Linked DNA regions of Mus musculus: all the other regions are linked to region 5. Evidence: chromatin contacts called from public HiChIP or PLAC-seq and promoter capture Hi-C data. All regions are on one chromosome and are shown on one strand. The core of a region is the stretch at or near the end of the contact, and the rest is flanking DNA. Distances in the headings are between cores, read along the strand shown.

What was found. Promoter capture Hi-C pulls out the DNA fragments that hold promoters and counts their contacts. HiChIP or PLAC-seq counts read pairs in DNA pulled down with a chosen protein or histone mark.
Region 1: an H3K4me3 HiChIP or PLAC-seq map of stem cell-derived neural progenitor cells shows a contact between it and region 5, with 6 times the contacts expected there. The contact joins the promoter of Tuba1a here to the promoter of Prpf40b in region 5. A contact is called at or near these places in 3 of 115 datasets of contacts at active chromatin or transcription factors (bone marrow-derived macrophages, pancreatic cancer cells and stem cell-derived neural progenitor cells) and 1 of 9 other capture datasets (adipose tissue).
Region 2: a promoter capture Hi-C map of liver shows a contact between it and region 5, with 3 times the contacts expected there. The contact joins the promoter of Asic1 here to the promoter of Prpf40b in region 5. A contact is called at or near these places in 5 of 39 promoter capture datasets (the 3T3-L1 cell line, embryonic stem cells, hippocampal neurons and 1 more), 1 of 484 Hi-C or Micro-C datasets (embryonic stem cells), 1 of 115 datasets of contacts at active chromatin or transcription factors (stem cell-derived neural progenitor cells) and 3 of 9 other capture datasets (adipose tissue, liver and pancreatic islet).
Region 3: an H3K4me3 HiChIP or PLAC-seq map of bone marrow-derived macrophages shows a contact between it and region 5, with 4 times the contacts expected there. The contact joins the promoter of Racgap1 here to the promoter of Prpf40b in region 5. A contact is called at or near these places in 1 of 484 Hi-C or Micro-C datasets (embryonic stem cells), 2 of 115 datasets of contacts at active chromatin or transcription factors (bone marrow-derived macrophages and embryonic stem cells) and 2 of 9 other capture datasets (liver and pancreatic islet).
Region 4: a contact with region 5 is called in a promoter capture Hi-C map of cranial neural crest. The contact joins the promoter of Lmbr1l here to the promoter of Prpf40b in region 5. A contact is called at or near these places in 2 of 39 promoter capture datasets (the HPC-7 cell line and cranial neural crest) and 3 of 9 other capture datasets (adipose tissue, embryonic stem cells and pancreatic islet).

Annotation. Positions count from the first base shown.
Region 1 is chr15:98,950,868-98,954,828 of GRCm38.p6, reverse strand. Tuba1a (tubulin, alpha 1A) reads left to right here and starts at 1,328. Exons shown (of 4, transcript NM_011653.2): 1 at 1,328-1,378; 2 at 3,138-3,360; 3 at 3,493-3,641; 4 at 3,815-3,961. The coding sequence starts at 1,376.
Region 2 is chr15:99,669,012-99,673,195 of GRCm38.p6, reverse strand. Asic1 (acid-sensing (proton-gated) ion channel 1) reads right to left here and starts at 2,819. Exons shown (of 12, transcript NM_009597.2): 1 at 2,302-2,819; 2 at 1,035-1,412; 3 at 133-328. The coding sequence starts at 1,396. Gm34880 (a long non-coding RNA gene) reads left to right here and starts at 3,340. Exons shown (of 4, transcript XR_875662.3): 1 at 3,340-3,788.
Region 3 is chr15:99,649,580-99,654,031 of GRCm38.p6, reverse strand. It overlaps Racgap1 (Rac GTPase-activating protein 1), which reads left to right and starts at 2,376. Exons shown (of 17, transcript NM_001253808.1): 1 at 2,376-2,525.
Region 4 is chr15:98,916,291-98,920,359 of GRCm38.p6, reverse strand. Lmbr1l (limb region 1 like) reads left to right here and starts at 2,262. Exons shown (of 17, transcript NM_029098.3): 1 at 2,262-2,510. The coding sequence starts at 2,439. Gm41396 (a long non-coding RNA gene) reads right to left here and starts at 2,391. Exons shown (of 5, transcript XR_001781764.2): 1 at 2,304-2,391; 2 at 1,338-1,447.
Region 5 is chr15:99,293,585-99,298,125 of GRCm38.p6, reverse strand. Prpf40b (pre-mRNA processing factor 40B) reads right to left here and starts at 2,888. Exons shown (of 26, transcript NM_001370635.1): 1 at 2,698-2,888. It also overlaps a transcript of Fam186b not described here.

The sequences.
Region 1 (3,961 bases), core at 79-2,578, 340 kb after region 5:
GGGGAGAGCAGCTACAGTTCCCACAGTCAGAAGCCCAGCTGCGGAAGGGGCTATTTACAGAATTCAGGGAACTACATAAAACTGCAGCAGGGCTGGCACTGCACAGTTGTCTGGGGATGAAAACATCACAAAATGGTTTCCTTTTATATTATAAAACGCTCCTCTTTTTAATTTGGCATCTCAGTTATTTTTTACTTGATATCACCCCTCCCCCTCCAAAAAAAAAAAAAAGACTGGAGAAATACAAGCCCACACAAAGAGCTAGTTTTTAAACTCAATTCTTTCTCCTTACAGTTTCTGAATTCCATATTAGAAAGGATGGCTCATTTCTAGGGACAAAATAACACAGGCTCTGGGGTGAGGTAGGGTGGGGTAGGGGGGCGGGCACGGAGGGGTGATGGGAGAGAATTACAGCTAAAGAAAGAAAGCTCTCTAGTATTAAGTACTACTTTGTATATTATTTCTCTCTTCTCTTCTTTCTTTCTTTCTTTCTTTCTTTCTTTCTTTCTTTCTTTTTCTTTTGGTTTTTGAGACAGGATATCACACTATATATCCAGGGTGGGCACAAATTAGCTGCAATCCCCGGCTTCCCAGTGCTGGGATACACAGGAATAAACCACTAAGGCCAGTTAAGATGACCTTGAGCTGCAAGTCTTCCTGCCTCTGACTCCCAGGTGCTGTTGAGGTCACAGGCGTGGTCTACTCGTACTGACTTTTGCTCAAATAATAATAAAGAATAACAATAATACAATAACTATGAAACTAAACATTCAGCCACGCCTTTTTGACCACCCCCGTATCTTCTGCTACTTTTTAAAGCAAATAGAGATGTTGAATTCTGACAGAACGTAATTAAATTCAGTATATTAAAAATGAAAAGCTGGAATTTTCCAAAAAGATTCTAAACATAAATTCTGTGATTAAGTGTTGGGAAAAACCTTAGATGATTTTTAAATACAGTTTAAGGTTTAAACTACGTATAATCATCCAACCCCAGTTTTCTTTCTTCCCTTTCCACCCCTCCCCAACTCCACCCCATAATGGATGCTCGGCTAGCTGCCTTTGCACGGCCTTTGTCTGAAGGATGCAAAGTCTACGGATGCTAGGGGGAAGGGGTGGGGGAGAGATTACCTCATACCATGTCGCTTGCACCAATCACCACTCTCCTGTCGCGGCTTCTCTGGGCAGACAGAGGGGTCTGGACCAACAGGAAAAGGCCCTGGCCCATCCCCATGGTGACAGAGCTGTATATAAGGAGCCGCATCCGCCCAAGTGCCGCAGGTTCTCTTACATCGACCGCCTAAGAGTCGCGCTGTAAGAAGCAACACCTCCTCCTCGCCTCCGCCATCCACCCGGCAGCCGCGAAGCAGCAACCATGGTGAGCAAGCCTTCCCCGGCTCTCGGTAGATAGAGGGTGGGTGTCAGTCGCCCCAGATCTGCAAGGAAACGTCTAAGGCTTTGGTCACCTCTGCGGGGAAAGGGTGGTCTCCATGCTTTAAGTTTATCTTAGTCTTTGAGTCCCGCCGCCGCAGTGCGGGACACGGAAACGCCCAGACCGGGAAGAACAAAGGCAGCGCCGATGAGCTAGCGCTGGCAGAGCCAGGGACTGCAGGGGACCACGGGGACCGCCGGGGACGGGTGGGGGATCGAGGGTCCGCTGCTGTAGGAGGGCAGGGGCGGCGGCCGAGCCCGAACTCCAGAAACACCGCCCCACTTCGCTAGGAAAATGTTTAGTTTGCGTCGGATCCATGGCAGCCGCTGTCAGGGAGGCGCAGGGGCGGGGTTGTTTGTCTCTTGCTTCCGTGGCGTTTTGGGAGGGGTTGGTTCTCACTAAGCCTCTTCCGAGCGGTTTTTTTTTTTTTAATTATTTTTATTTTTACTTTAAAAAAAATCGTTGTGGAACTGTAGTCATGGGATGTTTCGTCTGCAGGGCTGTCAAAAATACGATTTGCTTAACGGGGACATCTCGCTGAGGGGGGAGGGGAGCTGGATGGTTGGGGAATGACAAAGCCCACTTTGTGAATCCTAGAGTACGCTGATGGTCAGAACCCAGGGAAACGCCCTTCCCCGCCCCCCACCCCCGCAGACAATGAAAGTAGTCCCTCCACAACAGACGTGTATCTCTATAGAATGAAATATTAGTGGTATGTAGAGATTCATAGGATAAAAATATTATTTTCTACTTTTAAATTTAGCTATCTTTTCACTTGTTTTTTTAAAAAATGTTGGCGCTCATTGTTTCTAACTTAGCCTGCTTTAAGAATATTTCCATTCCATACAGTGGAAAACCTTCAAAAAACAATGGATTTTCTGCAAAGAAAAAAATTATACTCTGCACCCAACCATCTTTTGTTCTAATAAATGTGCACTAATTCATTAATTCAGGCTAATGGCCCCAGCCAGGGTTAGGAGGGACCATGAAAGCAGCACAAAGAGATCGCATAGACAGCTGCTGGAAATAGAGCTTTCTCTGTTAAATAATGTAACAGCACAGGCTAGCACCAGGCACAGAGAACGTGGCAATGCAGAAATCAGACTTTGTCTAGCTTGTCGACTAGCCAAAGTACTGATGGGGTCTGTCTGCAGAAGGGTGTGGCTCCTGGCCTCAGCCGCACTGCAGATGTCAGTGTTGAAATAGAAGGTCCTATAGTGTGAGACTCTTTATTATGTAGCCTAGCCAGAGTACTGATGGGGTCCACAGAAGGGTGTGGCTGTTGGCCCCAGCCGCACTGCAGATGTCCATGATGAAATACCAGGTCCTATAGGATGAAAACTTCATCCTTACTTATCGGGTAAAGAAGCAATTAGTATTATTATGGATAATTATTTTGTTTTACAGAATCTATGCTTTAAATATTTTTCAAATATGAAAGCTGTTCTATTCAAGCAAGGCTTTGGAAACAATGGGTTTGCACCATGTCTTAAGCAGTATTAAGGTGACATCTAGGCCACACCCACTTTTGGTGTTTGTAGTGAGTACTCCTCATTGTTCCTGTTATTAGGGATGTGACTCCAAATAAATTTCAACAATATTTCTATTTTTAGAAACACTTTAGAAATCTATTAAGATCTAAAATAGAAATACAGCTTAATATTATAACAGCTTAATTTTATAATTTTTTTCCCTCTTTCCACAGCGTGAGTGCATCTCCATCCATGTTGGCCAGGCTGGTGTCCAGATCGGCAATGCCTGCTGGGAGCTCTACTGCCTGGAACATGGCATCCAGCCTGATGGCCAGATGCCAAGTGACAAGACCATTGGGGGAGGAGATGACTCCTTCAACACCTTCTTCAGTGAGACAGGAGCTGGCAAGCATGTGCCCCGGGCAGTGTTCGTAGACCTGGAACCCACGGTCATCGGTAAGCTGGCTGGGGGCTTCCCCAGGCATTCCTTCTTGGTCACATACTCAGAATCTCTCTCCAGACCCAGAAGGGTGAGTGAGCTTGTGTGTGTCCTCGGTGGCCGATGGCTGACGTCTTCTCCCTTTGCAGATGAAGTTCGCACCGGCACCTACCGCCAGCTCTTCCACCCTGAGCAGCTCATCACAGGCAAGGAGGATGCTGCCAATAACTATGCTCGTGGCCACTACACCATTGGCAAGGAGATCATTGACCTTGTCCTGGACAGGATTCGCAAGCTGGTAAATGCCATATATGGATGGGTTTAAAATGCAGTGGGAGGGTGTCTTGGTATCTGTCAGAATCTGTCAAGTCTTTTCTATCAAGCAAATATGGCTCCCAATCTAAAGGAATTGCAAATAGTGCTAAGAGTATGCCCTCCTAATAAAACATTACATTTCCTTTTCTCCCACAGGCTGACCAGTGCACAGGTCTCCAGGGCTTCTTGGTTTTCCACAGCTTTGGCGGGGGAACTGGCTCTGGCTTCACCTCCCTGCTGATGGAGCGGCTCTCTGTGGATTACGGAAAGAAGTCCAAGCTGGAGTTCTCCATTTACCCAGCC
Region 2 (4,184 bases), core at 1,570-4,069, 380 kb before region 5:
AGTCCCCGTCGGCCAGAAGCAAACAACACCAGCTTCCCCTCCCAGAAAAGCAAACATAAACCATGCTCCTCATCTCCCCCACCCCTCTAGAGACCAGGGTGATGGGGGGCTCCATACCGGGGCCTCACTCACCACTTTGAAGTCTTCAGCGCTGCAGGCCTCCCCTCGGAAGTGGCACGAGAGAAGCATGTCTCGAATGTCATGCCCTGCTCTGTCGTAGAACTCACGCATGTTGAAGGGCTTGGGCTTGAAGCTACGGAAGTTGGCCTTGTCCTGCAATATCTCCAGCTGCTTTTCATCAGCCATCTGTGTGTCCGGTATCTCATACCTGGAGCCCAGGGGTGAGTGGCACATGGGTCAACATGATCGCTAGTACCCATGCCCTACTTGGGGTGGGGTGGGGGCAGCACTCAGAGCCCCTGGAGGATCAGATCTGGACATAGATAGGCAGAGATGGAAAGCTGAGTATGCCAGGAGAGCCTGACACATGGAATACAAGAAGACAAAGGCTCTGTAGGGCAGGAGCCTTGGATGGTACAGTCTTGACCCTTAAAAGGTGGTCCGTCCTAGCCAGGGGTAGTGGCGCACGCCTTTAATCCCAGCATTCGGGAGGCAGAGGCAGCAGATTTCTGAGTTTGAGGCAAGCCTGGTCTACAAAGTGAGTTCCAGGACAGCCAGGGCTATACAGAGAAACCCTGTCTCAAAAAAAAAAAGGAAAAAAAAAAAAAAAAAAAAAAAAGGTGGTCCGTCCCATTCCCTAAGTGAGGCAAGGAGGATAGTACCAGGAGGTAGGTGATGCTCTCTGGGGAAAGAGCTAACATCTCCTAGCTCAGGCTGGGTGGGGACAGAGCTGTTTTGACCTAAGCTGGAATCAGAGATTGTGTGTAGGTAACTGGTACTGGCATGATCTCAGCCCCTCCGCCTTGAGCGGCAGGTTTAAAGGAATGCTAGAGGGCAGAGCTGTTTGACTTTTGGTGGGCTAAGGACGGTGTTACTCCACAAGTCATGCGGAGGGGTGGATGGGAGCTGCCCACCTGTTGTTGAGCAGGGCCAGCAGTTCCCCAGCATGGTACAGGTCATTCTTGGAGACTTGGCTAAAGCGAAACTCATTGAGGTTGCAGAGAGTGACGGCAGGGAAGGTGAGCTGGGAGGCAGCCACCTCGTCGAGCTTGGTGACGTGGTGGTAGCAGAAGTAGTACTGCACACGCTCAGTGCACACACACAGCAGGACGGCCAGCGAACCCAGGAAACACAGGGCCCACAGTGCCCGCTTCAGAGACAGCCGCTCATAGGAGAAGATGTGGGCAAGACCGTGCAGCGTGGAGCTGCTGGCAAAAGCCTGGATGCTCACCGGCTGGACACCACCCACCTCCTCCTCCTCGGTCTTCAGTTCCATGCTTGCCAAGGGGATCCTAGAGGGAGGAAAGAGGAGACAAGACTCTGTCATTGTCCTGAGATGAAGGCGCATATAGGGCCCCTCCAATTATGTCCATTCAAAATCCTTAACCGGAGGTCACTGCTTGTCCAAGGGAAGACTTCCCTGACATGCAGGCTCCAAAGGTGGCTTGAACGAGGGACCATCCAAGATGACAGTCATTAAAACATAGAGGCTTGGAGGGGGGGGTCAGCTCGGGTCGAGAGAATGGTCTGCAAGCTTCCCAGACTATGGGGGACCCCAGATACAGCCACTAGAGTGAAGGAGGGAAGTCCCTGATGCACCCACAGGCAGGCATGGGAGTTCCCTCCAGATGTGAGGTCACTCTGGGACAGGAATATCTACCCCAGCCAAGATCAAACTCCCCATAATGGGCTGAACCAGGGGTCAGGGGCTCTTCTCTTGATCAAGGGTATCCCCAGGAACAGGCTGTCACCTCAGGAGCTAAACCAGGGCCACCTCTCCGGAGGTGGGCACATCTGGGGAGGGGCCCTGCCTGTATCCTCACCTTCTGTGTCTCCAGTTCTCAAACAAGCACAGGCATAGGCGCAGGCTGTGTGTGTATGTGTGTGTGTGTGTGTGTGTGTGTGTGTGTGTGTGTGTTTGGGAGAGGATGGTAGGCTGCCTGAGGTGGATGTAGGAATGGGGGGGGGGGGCGCGGTTCCCTATGACAGCCAGTTATCCCCGCCCCGAACGCACCCCCTCCAGTCCAGCTTCTCGTCGCAGTCATATTCCCGGCTCGGCCCCCCGCCCCCTCCCCATCCGCCGAGCCTCCCCAGAAGCTGGAGAAAGCTACAGTGGAGGAGAGTCTCGGCTTTGGGGCACCAGGAAGCCCGGGGCCCAAGGCAGCGGGGTCGGAAACCCACCTGAGGGGGCTGGGGAAAGCCGGCCGCCGCTGCAGGTCCTGGGGCGCGAGGCGGTCCGTGGGCTCAGCGCCGCGCGGCGGAGGGGCTCATGGCCCGGAGCCCGAGCCGCCGGCTGCCGCGGCACCCGCGTAGAGCCCTGCAGGGAGCGGCCCGCTCGGCCAGCTCGGCTCAGCTCGGTCCGCCGCCCGCGCGCGCTTGCTCGCTCGGCTTGGTCCGCCCGGGGCTCGGCGCGCTGGCGCTGCGCGGTGCTCTCAGCCCCGGGATCTGCAGGGATCCATCGTCCGGCCGGGAGGCGGCGGGAGGGGAGGAGGAGGGGAAAGGGTGCGCGTGCGCGCCTACGAGTGTCTGCGAGGGTGTCTCTGGGCCGGTGTGCGCGGGGGGCCCCCGGCCCGGGAGCGGAACCGAGGGCTCCCCCCGCTGGCTCGCCTCCTCCCGCCGCTCTCAGCAGAGCTGCCTCGTTCGGATCCCGGAGCCGGCTCCGCTCTCTGCTTGCGAGGCCCTGTGGCTTGTGTGTGTGTGCGCGTGTGTGTGCGTGTGTGACTATGGGGTGTGTGTGTGTGCACGCGCACGTGTGCGCGCAGGAAGGAGGGTGTCTGCCCCCAGCGTCCCCCTCCCCACGTTGTCTCCTTCGGATCGAAGCTCCTGCTTCTTGCTGCTGCTGCTTCCTCTGATGGCACATGCACACGTGTACACACACACACACACACACACACACACACTCCGAGTCACAGTCACACTTGACTGATTCAAGCATTTGCCTGTGTGGAGATACAGGCACATTCAGACCGGAGTCTTACCTTGCCACTCAGCCATCCACACATCACATACACCTACACATCCCTGAAGCCTGACCCTCACACGAGCACTTACCTGTTTGTACACATTCACTCACCTGCTCTTATTCCTGCTTCCCACCTTCATGTGACCCACACACATGCACATATATAAATACCCTTGGCCACCCAGACCCCATTTGTATATCAGTGGATTTCTTAAGCAGCCCGTGTGCAAGTGCCTCATTGGCAGATCTATAAAGCAGAGAGGAACAGAGAGAAGAAAAGAGACATGGCCAGAAGTGAGGGCAGATGGGGCAGAAGTAGGGAAAAAGAAAAAGATACAAAATGAAGGCTGCAAGGAGGAGTGTGTTCTGGGATGGACCAGAAATCTGAGTCCTGAAACCTGGAGGCTGCTCCTGTAGCTGTCACCTCTCTCCTTCCCTCCCTCTTTCTTTCTCCGAGGCCTTGGGGGGGGGGCCCTCCCTATCCAATTAGCAGAGAAGGAGCAATCAAGGGGAAGTTGTTAATTTGCTGATGCTCATTAGGAGCTCTTAACACAGAGGCTGTTGAGGTCTGATGGTGTCAGATGATGGTGTGGTGTGTGTGTGTGTGTGTGTGTGTGTGTGTGTGTGTGTGATGCAAGATCAGAATTATATCCATTGCAGCTCCTTTGCTCCACTTACAGGCTGGTGAAGCTCTGAGAGAAGGAAGGTGAGAAGCAGGTCTCAGGGACATGGTTCTGGGTTTGAGTTTGAGGAATGAACCTGACATAGAGGGAAGAAGCTGATGAGAATTTGTGAGGGGTTGGGAGTAAGAGGTACCCTAGAAACCAGTGAAGATGTCTCTCCAGGGATAGGGGTTTAGGTCTGGTGAGAGATTGAGGTCCATTCAGCAGGACCCAGAGCGCCAAGCTGCCAAAATAAAGATAGTATCTCGCCTTCCGGCTGGGGAGCTGTCCAACGGCACAAGCGCTGCTGGTGGGCTGCCATGCCCCTGGGCAGCCACCAGGTGACAGCACTCTCTCGGATACTTAAACTCCACTTAAAGGGCAATGGGGGAGGCGGCCTGTGAAACTAGGAATTACTCTAGGAGGGTCGCAAACGGGGT
Region 3 (4,452 bases), core at 1,127-3,626, 360 kb before region 5:
AAAGCGCTCAGTGAGTCTGGTGACAGCGCCTCTGTCTGGCTCCTGGCATGGAGGAGTTCGGGCGGGCGGGGCGGGATGGGGCTGCCCAGCAAGGGTCCTAGCGTTCGTGCTCCAACGGGAATGACTTGCCGCACGACGGCGGCGCGTTCCCGCACACTGAAGCTCTTTTACAGACTTAGCCAGCCTCCACCAGCATCCCGGCACTCGAAACCACTGCGTCTCCAGAGGCCCGACACTCAAGAACCAGGTTAAAAGCCAGCGCCTCCCGTAAGTGGCAGAGCTAGGATCGAACCCTATGCTTCCTGGAACTGGAGCCTTTGCATTTCCCAGTTCAAGTGGACCCCAGCTCCCAATGCTCAAAACTCAATTTGGAGGTCCTCACCAGTCTGGTGCATCAGGCAAAAGGTGCTGAGTGAGATGATACTTGGCTCCTGGGTTCCGTGGAGGGGTTGGAGGGCAGTGTCTCCATCCCGTTCCCGCCCCACCCACCCCCACTCCAGCCGGCCCATCACCGGACATCGTTTGGAATATGTAGATTGGGTGGTGGGATGGAATACTGCCACCATCTGGTAGAGTTCAACTCACCTGCACTTGAATGACTTTGTTGGGGCTGCCTACCATGCTAAATGCAGCAGTAAATCAAAGGAGTCCTACTGCGGTTCTCTGGAAGCCGATGGACTGGCCAGCAAAGCAAGGGGGTATTTACTGAGCAGATACTTGGTACTGGGACATGTGCTTCATTTTACAAGGATGTCTGAAAGGCCCCGAGAGTCAGACATTGTTTCCACTTATAGATGCCTGAGCCAAAGCACAGCACGTGGAAGGCCCTACAAAAGTAACTAGAAGAATCAGAAAACGATGAGGTAACTCACACAGAGGAGGAAGGGAGCTAGAAATTATAGCAAAAGCACACAGAGGCAGGCAGCATAGACTCCTTTGAAGAAAGCATTAAAATAATAATAATAATAATTCAAGTTGCCCAAAGGACAGATAGGACTTAGTCAAATGAAGTTGGGGGAATGGGCAGGAAGGATGTTTGGGGCAGACGGAACAGCAAGAGTTCTGCAAGCGCTGGATGCTAAGAGTAGCTTGGTGCACTTCAGGACCTGTAGACAGGAGGGAGTCAGGAGGGGCAGCTGGAGAGCCCGGAAGCCCAGGTTAGGGGAGCCCTGTTAAAGACCCTGATCTTTTTTTAAGGAGGAGAAGTGAAACGGTTAATGGTTTTCAGCAAGGAAGAGCCATGGTTGGATCTGATTTTTTGTTTGTTTTAGGCTGGTGTGAAACTAAGTAGCAGAGGCTGGTCTTAATCCCTCAGCCTCCACGCCCTAAGTGCTGGGGTTTCGGGTGTGTGCCACCACACCCACCCAGAACTGCCTTTGAAAATACCACGGTTGTAAAGAGTTCGAGGAAGGGCTCAGTTCCCTTGGTGGTTAGACTTCTGAGGCAGGCCAGGCTGGCCTTGAACTTACAGAAATCTGCTTCTGCTGTGCTGGGGTTAAAGGGGTGTACCTGGATCACTGTTTCTAGTAAACTCTAGCTAGCCAGTATTTTGTCAAGTTGCTAGTAGCCACACCTACCAGTAATTAGTAAATTCAGGAAGGAAGGGACACCAACACAGAGACATAACAAAAAAAGGAACAGAAACATTGGGAACACACTAATAGATTAAGATGAATAGTTTGCTGGTGTACGTAAAAGGCATTTCTGATGTTGGGTCCAGATCTTTCAAAGTTTCAAAGCCTCTGTACCAATACGACGCCAAATTTTAAGTGCCACTTATTAAATGGAATTATAACACTTCATTTTGCATTTCTATTTGTTTTCTTGAGCTGTCTTCCCCCATTCATAGCTACTGGAAAGCAGAGACCACATGATCGGTATTTTTTTCTGATTCCTAGCAGAGTGCTTGCTATGAAGTTGGCATACTTACTGTGCATCAAATAGAAGTCTGAATGAATGCGTGAATGAATGGAGGGATAATTATAGCTCAGTAAATATGGTTAAAATGATTGCTGCTCTGTCTCCTTCTGGAATTCTTCCTATTCTACAGTGAGACCCGAAAACTATTCAGTTATTAGTTTCCAAGGGTCCTATTTGACTGCGTGGGGAAACAGGAGGCAAGAAATAATATGCAATTAGTCAACAGGTCATTAGGATAATTGCAAGAAAGGAAGCTGGAGCCTGGAATGTGAGTCCTACACGGGCCACGAAACACCCACTACTCCCGCAAAATTGTGTGTGTGCCCTTAGTCAAAATGGCCGCCTTTCGGGCGTCTCGCTAATGTAATGCGCATGCCCATTCCGTTTTGCGCCCGCCCCCTGGCCCTGACACTTGCGTCTTCGTGATTATGAGCTCCTCTGTGATTGGCTGGTGCGTGATTTTGAACCGGATCTGGCGGCGCGGTTTTACACTGCCGTTAGTGAGGCGCGTCGCTGGTAGACAGCAGCCCTCCTGGGGCGCGGCGGCCGGAGAGTGAGCGCCGCGGGCCGGACGGGGTTGCGTGTGCGCGGGGCCGGGAGCCTCGGTAAGCCGGTCGAGGTCGCGAGCGAGCGAGCGAGCGGGCGGCGGGGAGGCGGGCGAGGGGAGGGGGCGGCGGGACCCGGCTGCTCTCGGCGTGGCGCTCCTTGCAAAGTCGGGGCGTCCTTTTGAGGCGTGGCCGGCCGGGTGCGGGTGTGGTTCCCTCAAGGTGGTCTTGGCGAGCCCCAGTGCCGGGCGTGGGAATGGCGGGGAGAGCCCCCTCATACCCTTTTCCGAGGAACAGTCTCTTTTGAGGGAGAAATCAGGTGTTTGGGGAACCCGGCGGCCTGACGTGGAGAGCCTCTACCTTCTAGGCTGTCTCCCACAAGGCTCATTAGAACATCCCTAGTTGTGGAGAGTTGGAATGTTGCAAATTCGGAGCCTATCTCGGGTGATTTTTTTTTTCCAGGCCCCCCCCCCTTTTAATAATTTATTGCCCACCTCTGTCACTGACCTACCTACTGTTCTGTGATTTGCATGTGAAACCCTTTGGGGTGTATTAATTTATATGAACAGCTTCCACCAACAGAAAAGCTAAGACTTGTTCTTAACTATAAAACGTAGTGAGAATGGTTATATCACAACGTAGTATTTTGGTATTCTGGATTCATGTTCACTAGCCAGGGTCACTTATATTTGGCTCACTCATTTCCCTTGGAATGAGAGCTTTGTTTTTGTGCCTCAGAAAGAGAGGAAGAAAGAGAGGAAGAGGGGGAGAGACTGACTGCAGTACTCCCAATAGTGTATCGGAAGGTTATTGGATTTACTGTTTACCTTTTAAAGTTCTATCACTCCTAAATAAACTGGACTCCGTGTATGTGTGGTAGTGTCTTATGTAGCCCAGGCTGGCCTCTTGTAGCCAAGGATAACCTTGGACTTCTGAGCCTCCTGTCCTTGGAGTGCTGGGATTACAGGCATTACAGGATAACTTGGAGATTACATGTGTGATCTGCCATTCTCAGTATTTGCTGTGTTGAGGACAGAAACCAGGGGCTTGTCATGCTAGAGAGACATGGTATCAGCTGAGCTACAGGCCAGCACAATTGTACATGTAATTTCACGTAAGACTGTCTTCTACTAACCTTTAAAACCTCTGTGGACTGATGAGGCTGCATGTCAGGCTGCCAGGGTGCAGTAAAGATAGGGACTCTTATGCTGTGTTAGACTTCAGTGCTGTCTGCTGGTCAACTTGGCTTTTGGGTTGATGAAAGGTAGGTGTGTGTTTGTTTCTGTTTTTATTTCTATTCTGAGACAGGGTTTTGCTGTGTGTAACAGCTCTGTATGTCCTGGAACTCTGTAGACCAGGCTGGCCTGGAACTCACAGAGATCTGCCTACCTCTATGTCTCCTAAGCACTGGGATTCAAGGTGTGTGCTGCCATTCTCCGGGTGAAAGGTAATTCAGGCCAAAATTTCATCTGATAGTCACAAGGAGGTGTCTGGTGTGTTAGTGGAGCTAAAGATCACTCAGATAATTTGGCTGCAGATCTGAGACATTCTATCAAACTCTCCACAAATACAGACCCTCCAATCTTAGCCTTATACTTTTTTGGTTCTGTTTGGTTTTTGTTTTTTGAGATAGCTTTATAGAATTATAACATTGACTTTTACCCCTGGGTTTCCCCCCATATAAGGTTTTTATACCATGCTACATTAATAAAAAACCTGTTGCACCAAGCCTTGGGCACTGTTCTAGATACCAGTGGCTCTGCAAAGTCCTTGCTTTCCAGACAGTAAACTAAGTGAACATATCAGGTGGAGACAAGTGCTCTGGAGCAGAAGCAACCAGGAGTTATGGAAAATAGTGTGGCTGGAAGAGACTTCACTGAGAAGTAAACTCCCAGGGGTGGGGTGGATGGGGACTGGATGAGATGGGGGGACTGTCCATGCTAGAGATGGCAGCAGAGAGTAACCGGAAACCGGAGTCCAAAGAGAA
Region 4 (4,069 bases), core at 1,013-3,512, 380 kb after region 5:
AGAGAGAGAGAGACAGAGACAGAGAGAGAAACAGACGTACAAGTGTAAAACTTACAACTGTGGTGTGGTGGAGTGGGGCATGGTGGCACGTGTATTTAATTCCAGCATCAGGAGGAGCAGCAGCTGGATCTCAGTGAATCTGAGGCCAGCCTTCTCTAAACACTGAATTCTGAGAAGGCTGGGACTATAGAGAGGCCTTGTCTTAAAAACAAAAAAACAACAACAAAAAAATGCCAACAACTCAGAATTTGCATATAACGTATGCATATCGCCCAAAATATTTAGAACCAATACTCCAGCACCTATAATTCTCAATACGGTGTAAAAATTATATAAATAGTTTAGGGTATAGCCGGGCAGTGGTGGCGCATGCCTTTAATCCCAGCACTTGGGAGGCAGAGGCAGGTGGTTCTGAGTTCAAGGCCAGCCTGGTCTACAGAGTGAGTTCCAGGACAGCCAGGGCTACACAGAGAAACCCTGTCTCAAAAAACAAAAAACAAAACAAAATTTAGGGTATACCAGCAAGAACACAAAATCTGCACATGTTCAGTACAGACATAATTTTGTTCCCAAGACTTTTTTTCATGGTGTTGGGAATCAAATCCAAGGTCTTGCTCATGCTAAGTTCTTTATCACTGTGTAACATTCCCAGCCCTAGATGTATTTTGCTGTTGTATTTTGAAGCAGGGTCTCTCTTTGTATCCCAGATGTGTTTTTAGACTTGGTCTCTCATTAGGACTTGGGGCTACATGAATAGGGTTCGCTGACTAGTCTAGTCAGCAGACCCTAGGGATCCTCCCGTCCACACCTCCCCGGGTTCACCAGCCTGCACTACTCATTAATTGTGGGTGCTAGGAATGGAACTTAGGTCCTTCTCCTGTTACCAACTGAGCCATCTCTATAGCTACCCCTCCCAAATGGTTTTTGCTTTGTGTTTGAGATTAGCTGAACCCACAGATGTAGAACCCAACAATGCAGAGGGCCAACTATATAAACATAAATGTATACACGGGATGTATTTATTTTGTTTTTGAGACAAATTCTCACCATGTTACTCTGGTTGTCCTAAAACATTATGTAAAGGGCAGACTGGCCATGAATTTATAGATCCACCTGCTTCTGCCTTCCTAGTGCTGAATTAAAAGACGTGTGCCACAATGCCCAGATGGTTTCTGAATCTCAAAGTAGGACTGGGCCAACCTCTATTTTCTAGTTTCAAATTAAAACGTTAAAACGTTAAAATGTTAAAACATTAAAATTAGATAAAGGCTATAAAGAGAACAGCACATAGCAGGGAGTTAATGTTTGGGAGTTAATGTTTTACTCAACCCACTCACCAATATTCCCTGGGATATTTCCTCAGTTTCGGGATAGCCTGGGCCTGGTAATACATGCAATCAACTAGGAAGCTGAGAATTCAAGGGTAGCCTGGTTTGCATCGCAAGACCTGTCTCAACAAAACAAAAGTTTCATGACATTTTTAAAAAGTCTCCTGTTTTTTTGTTTTTGTTGTGGTTTGTTTTTTAACTATTTGTTCTCTAATACCCTAGGCCTTCCACAAAAATAACTGTGTGAAAGCTGTCTGGAGTGGCAGGGAAACTCCAATAACAAATAAAAAAACGCATCGGGCAGTGGTGGCACAAGCCACTAATCCCAGCACTTGGGAGGCAGAGGCAGGCGGATTTCTGAGTTCGAGACCAGCCTGGTCTACAGAGTGAGATCCAGGACAGCCAGGGCTACACAGAGAAACCCTATCTCGAAAAACCAAAAATAAAAATAAAGAAAAAGAAAAGAAAACGCTATGGACCTTTGGGTTACAGGCAGCCGTCCCTTCAGAAGACCCCGTGGTGCTTACATCTTCTCGACGGGCTGACCTGATCCCAACCTTATTCGTTTAAACTAAAATCCTGACGGATACACATCCTGGAACCAACCCTCACATCTCAGCCGTGGACCACAAGGACTCTTAGTTTTAGAACAGCTTCGACAGGCCAAAAACATCCCGCCTCCTTTCCCAGAATGTCCTATCAGCGCACTCCTAGCGATGACCGACAGTCTACGAGGAACCAGTAAGTTCCGCTCCTCTGAAGAAACCCGCCCAGGCCTTGTGTCGTCACTGGGCACCAAGCCTGGCACTTCCGCGTAGCCGGGCGGCGGGTACTTGCGTTGAAACGTGCTTGCGAGTGACCCCACCTTAAAGGGGAGGGGACCGAGGGGGACCCGAGCCCTTTAAGACTAGGCGGGCTGGGGCCTGCCCCTTTAAGGGCGGGGCGTCCGACCGCAGAATCTGAGCCCCAGATTACCTTGAGTTTCCGTCACGGGCAGCGAGGAGAGGCGCTTAGGCTGGGTCCGGGTGCTTGGCGGGCGGCGGCGGCCTCATCCCCGCTCGTCCTCCCCGGGCCCGGAGACACCCCCGCCCCAGTCATGCTGAGCAGAGTATGGAAGCAGCTGACTACGAAGTGCTATCCGTGCGAGAACAGCTGTTCCACGACAGGGTCCGCGAGTGCATCGTGAGTCCGGGACCTGGGCGGGAAGGGGCCGGGCCGAGGTGGGAGGGGCGCGCCGCGATGGAGACGGGAAGTCCAGCTGCCTGGGCTCCGGAGCACCTCGACCCCTGCGAGCGCCGGGGCCGGGCCGGTGAACTCCCGGTCGGGTCGGCTGGGTCCCTGAGCCGTAAACAAAGCCGCCGGGTTTCCGTTCCTCGGCCGCTCGCCCCTCCCCCCGCCCCTTCTACTCCACCCCCGTGGGCGTTCCTGGCGATGGGGGTCCTCTAGTGTGGAGCGTTTGATCCTCTGGAAAAGGATGGATTTGCTTCGGGACAAGTTAGTGTGCGTGTTCCCCCTTAAAAGTAGATGAAGGGCAACCATGGTTGATGTTGAAATGAAGGGAGACTCGGTCACATTGAGCAGTTAACCGGGGACATGCGATGGTGGCGCGAGGGGCGAAGGAAAAGTGGGAGCTGTAGTGGGTCCTCCCACTAAGGAAGAAAGAAGTCCTGTCCGACGAGATGGGGTTGTAAGAAGTGGAGATGGAGGAACACCGAGGTTTCCCCGCCTGTTTTCTCTCCCCTGTAGTAGTGGTTGTTTTCATTCCTTCTGTGATTGAATCCTGGGCCTCTGGCATGCAGCATGCCAAACACAAGCCAATACAATGACACACACCCCGCACGACTTCCGGATAATTTGTTTGACACTCAGACTGGGTTTCCAGCCATCCCGTGTGAGTTCTCATGTGTGGGTGGGGTGGGGTGGGGTGGGGTGGGGGTGGGAGGGTCCCGGGTCCGCAGTGATCCTGAGCGCATCTAGCCTGTATTTCTTATTCTTTAAGCATTAATCTAGAATTGCAGTTGAACTTTCCATACGGCAGTGTACTACTCTAGGGTAGGAGCACCCGTGGGACTTAGGGAAATCTATTTTCCTTGGGCCTGCTTTGAATGATAATCTCTTTGTCTGCTGGGTTTTTTTGTTTTATTTTGTTTTGTTTTCCCAGAGAGCTCTGCACATACTAAATGAAAAGGGAAGGGTTTGGAGGAGTGGAAGGAGATCTTACTGAATAAAGGGGAGGGCTCAGATGGTGTCTTTCTTCATTTTTCTCAGGCTGAGCTTTAGGCTACCCCTTGGCATGCTTAGATTGAAGAAACGGTAAAGGGGACTAGGTCTGCCCTTACCAATGAGGGCATACGAGTATCTAGCCCCAGGATAAGAGTCGGGTAGCATCTCTTCTGTGTTCCTTGGGAGAGGTACACATTGGGGATTGGGCATATCACGGTGGGGGGCCAGGGGGGGGCACATCCAGGCCTTATAAGATACTGACCACCTGGAGGGATGAGGCCGAAGAAACTGCTCAGTATGTGTTTCTGCCTCCTAAGCCATTAGCTTAGGACATCAGCTCCAGCCAGGGGCAAGTGAACGTTTCTAGTGTCTCCTGAATGTGGCTCCCATCTAGAAACTAGAGAACAACCCAGGTAGGAGGTGGGGGTGCGCGCCTTCAGTTCCAGCACTCAGGAGGCACAGGCAAGCGGATCTCTTGAGTTTATGGCCAGTCTGGTCTACAGAGTGAGTTTCAGGAC
Region 5 (4,541 bases), core at 1,639-4,138:
CTCTGTCCTCTTAGGACCAAGCACACCACTTGGCAGTCGCTTGTACCTCTGTGAATGTTTACTGGGCTTCTGAGAGTGCCTGCCTTTCCAATCCAGTGTGCTACATTTTGGAAGTGAGCTTTCTTTCTTTCCCCATTTCATAATGTCTGAGGACATGGGAGGCACATGAGCATGCAGAGGCCCAAAGCTGATGTTAGGAATTATCCTTTATCCTTCATCAATCTTTTACCCTATTCCTTGGGGAGAGCCAGGTCTCCCAACCAAACTCGGAGCTCACTGATAAAGCCAGTCTCACTAGCTGTCATACTCTGGTGATCCAGTCTCTGCACTAAAGGCTAGAATTACAAGGAGCTGAGCATTTTGTATGTTCTGGGGATCTGAACTCCAATCCTTCTGCCATTGCAGCAAGCACTTAAGCCACTAAGCCATCTCGACAGCCTAGGTTTTCTCTTTCTCAAACTCCCCAACTGTCTAGACAGGGTGGCCCTCCACCTGAAGTGCTTTGATGACACCATCTCATCCCTAACCTTGGTGGATTTTTGGATACTACCTAAAATACTGTTTGCACTCATTTGTTTGTGTAAATTCTCTTGAGTATAATCGGTAATAGAAACATGTAAAATAGAGATCCTTTACCTTGGTGGAAGGCAGCAGGTATCAAATACTCATATGGGAAAAGTTACATGATAGAAAGCTAACTGTATGGAGACTTCTGGACAGAATTCAAACCCTGGCCCATTTTACTCAGTTACCCAGGGAAGACAGAGGGATGGGATGAATGGAAATGACCATGGACCTTTTAGAGTCTTCCCTCCCTCCCCCTGTGCTGTCCTTTCTTTTCTGCTCCTCTCACCTGCTGCAATACCAATACAACTTTGGGACGGTAACACTTCTGAGTGGACTCTGAAGTGACCAGTGCAAAAGGACAGTAGAAAGAAAGCTAAAGACAAGCAGATTTGTCAGTCTTCCCCGGAACAGAACACACATTGTAGGGCAGGGGAGAGTCAATACTGAGACTATTGGCCATCTAGTCATCATATATTCAGGGAGACCAATGGAAGCATCCTGATACAAGATGTAATCAATTCTCAGCCTTCAGATCTAAGGGGTAGCTCAGAACTGAGCACTCAGAAGAACAGGGAAAAAGACAAAAATAGAGAGACAGGGAAGAGAACAGAGATCACGGCTAACAGTAATGTTTGCTGGGTGCATATTATGAGCCAGAGTCACACCACATGTCCATTTAATCCTCACAACCTTCTGAGAAAGTATCCCCATTTCATGGAGAAGCTGGGGTTCTAACAGGTTACTTCGTGGCTACAGTTCTCAGAGATTAAACGGCGGAGGCAGGTTTGGAATCCAAGCAGTCCGACCCCATAAAGCTGCCTCCCAGAAAGAAGGATGGCACAGATGACATTTCTTAGCCTCATTTTTTTTAATCCCAATCCTGAGATTCTGAGACAACCAGGTGATCCTAGGTAGGCCTGGACTGACTTATTCACCAAAGGAACTGTAAGAAAATGAAGGCTAAGAGGCATATTTCTCAAAGAGAGGCAGCCATCATCAAAAAGAAACGGGGTTGGCAGAGTAGTTCAGCACTACAGTTCTTGCCGGCATTAACAAGGCCCTAGGTTCAATGCAGAGCGCTGCAAAGAACAGCTGAGCTCTAGCACCCTGTTGTCTCCACTGACCTGCAGAGCCCAAATAGGTCCAGCCCCTCCCCCACCTACTTCCTAGCCTCTACTCTGGTGTGTAAGCCCTAGCATTTCTTCTGCTCCCCACAAAGAGCCTAGAGATCTTTCTAGAATACAACATTTTGCTTCTGATCCTCCATCACCTCTTCACTCTCCCGAAGAAACAGAATGTTGTTACTTCTGGTTCTCATCGTTTTTGAACTTCCAGGGTTCAACTTCCTCTATTTATAGAGTTCTCCCATTTCTCCAACGGGATTCCCAAGGCCCAGGCCTGCCAGGACCCAGCCTTGCAAGCTTTAAATCTCTTATCCGTAAATCCCGAGAAATTTTCCCCAGTCAAGCTGAAGGTCTCCACTCCAACATCCTCCTGCTTGACGCATCCTAGAACCCCTTCGCCTGAATTCCCTCCTCAAATCCCGCCCCCTTCTGCAACGGATGGAGAGTCCGTTTATCATACTGCCCATTTTCCTTTTTAAAAGTCAATGGGAAATTCAAGGCCCAGAGAAAGGTAGTGACTTGCCCAAGGTCACACAGAGTTACCACAGTCTGTCTGAAGGCAGAGCCAGGGTTGGGACCCAGGGGCCTCTGCTCCTCCGTTTCTTGGACTACTCCGGTTCTGAGGTGGAAACCAGGAGCATCTCTTTCCTCAGAAGTCCCTCCTAACCTCGGGAGACAGGTTTTGAGAACGGATGGGTAAGGAAGGGTGTCCCCTAAGGTCCAAAGGGGCACCTGGGGCTTCCAAAAGGCACAAGCCTGGGTCTGGGGGAGGGGCACGGGCCACGCCAAATAGCCTAGGATTGGCAACTGGTTTCCATCGCCTGCCCTCCCTTCGCCCCCGACCTTTCTCCACAGACCCACCGTTCACTTCATCCCTTCCTCCTCCTCACACAGCGCCTAGGCTCTCCGTCCCCTCAGCCCCCGGTCGCACCCGCCCCCCCGCCCCCCGCCATGCACCATAATGGCCTCCCCGCCCCTTCTACCCTCACTCCCCGCCCCCACCTACCTACAGGGCTTCTTTTCCTCACCCCTCGGTCCCCTCGCCCTCCCTCAGGGTCCCGGGTGCCCCGGCGGCCCTCCCGCCTCCCCGGCTCGAGCCCGGGCCGCAGGGGGCGCTGTGAGACAGCCCCGGGCCTCTCCACCCCCGCGCGGGGACGTTACCATGCCAGAGCCTCAGAGCAGCTGGGCCGGCTCGGCCCACTCGCCAGTAAAAACAGCTCTGATTGGCCGGGCTTCGGCCGGGAGGGCGGGGCCAGTGGGGGGGTCGCACCCCTTCGTGGCCGGGGCTCCGGTTGCTCTCGCCGAGGAGCGGAGCCCCCAACCGGCCCGGTGTGCCCGGCCCGGCTCCGCCCCCGGCCCGGAGCGCCAGGCCCCGCCCCCACGTGCGCAGAATCCTGGGACCGCCCCCTGGGGCGGGGCGCGCCTGGGCCCACCCCCGGGGGCGGAGCGCGCCTGGGCGGGCCTGGGACTGACCGCGCGCTGGCTGCGCAGGGCGGCGTGGCTCTCCCGGCTCACAGCCCCCTTCTTGCCCGCGACTCCGCGGCCACCACCCAGACCGGACCGAGCCATTAATTTCTCCCGCGCAGAGGGCACTACAGCGGTTCACAGAGCGGCTCTTTTCCCTGCGTATTTTCTTTAGTTTTAATTTTTTGTTGTTGTTGGTTTTTTTCGAGACATGGTTTCTCTGTGTAGCCCTGGCTGTCCTGGAACTCACCAGGCTGGCCTCGAACTCAGAAATCCGCCTGCCTCTGCCTCCCGAGTGCTGGGATTAAAGGCGTGCGCTACCACGCCCGGCTTTAGTTTTAATTTCTTAATTCAAGAACTATTAATTAAACTCCTGTGCCAGCAGCCGTATGTGTCGGGCAAAGCCGACAAATCCCCTAAATGAGTGCGTACGTGCCTCTCGCTTAGCGCTGGGTTACTTTCAGAATCTGCCTCTGTAACATCTACAGTGAGAGATAAACGTTCAGTTATGTAGATAAGGGAACTCGAAGCTACTTAATGGGCATGCATGCTCAAGTTCTTGGGCTAGTACAGCTGGCCCTGGTTGGAGGCATTGCACCTCTTTACCCCTCCAAAGCCGGGGTAAAGACCAAGACGTTGCCTGTTTCCTTCTGTAGGTTTCTGAACCTGACTCAGGAAAACACCTCTTTATGTCTATAGACAATTTGGCTTTATCAATAGTTGTATTAAAAGTTCTTATATTCATTCTTCAAGCCAGCACTGAGTTGTAGAGGCAGACAGATCCCTGGGGCTCAGCGGCTAGCCGAACTAGCCTACATTGTGTTTTCTGACTAGTGAGAGACCTGATCTTTAAAATGATGTCCCAGGACGTCATGAAAAGCCGGACATGAGGGGAAGAAACCCTTTCCCCTGAGATCTAATTTGTCTTTCTTGAAGTGATCTCAAATAACAAATCCATGATGCACTTTAAATCTAATGTATGTCAGGTGGTAGTGGGTGTACCCCTTTAATCGAGCATTTGGAAAGCAGAAGCAGGCAAATCTCTGAGTTCGAGGCCAACTTGGTCTATACAGCAAGTTCGAGGACAGCCAGGAATACACAGGGAAATGTGTAGCCCAAAGAAGCCCTGTATCAAAACAAAACAAAACAAAACAAAACAACAAAAACAAAATAAAACCAAAACCGAGCTTAAAAAAAAATCTAAAGTCTCTTCTTTCCCTTATGTTTTCTTGCTTTTATTTTATTTATTTATCGGGGGGCGGAGGGGGACACATGTGTGCTCACTGCACCCATGTGGGAACCAGAGGACAACTTTCTGGGGTCACTTCTCTCTTTCCACAATTTGGGTCCTGGGGATTTAATCAGGTTATCAGGACTGATGGCAAT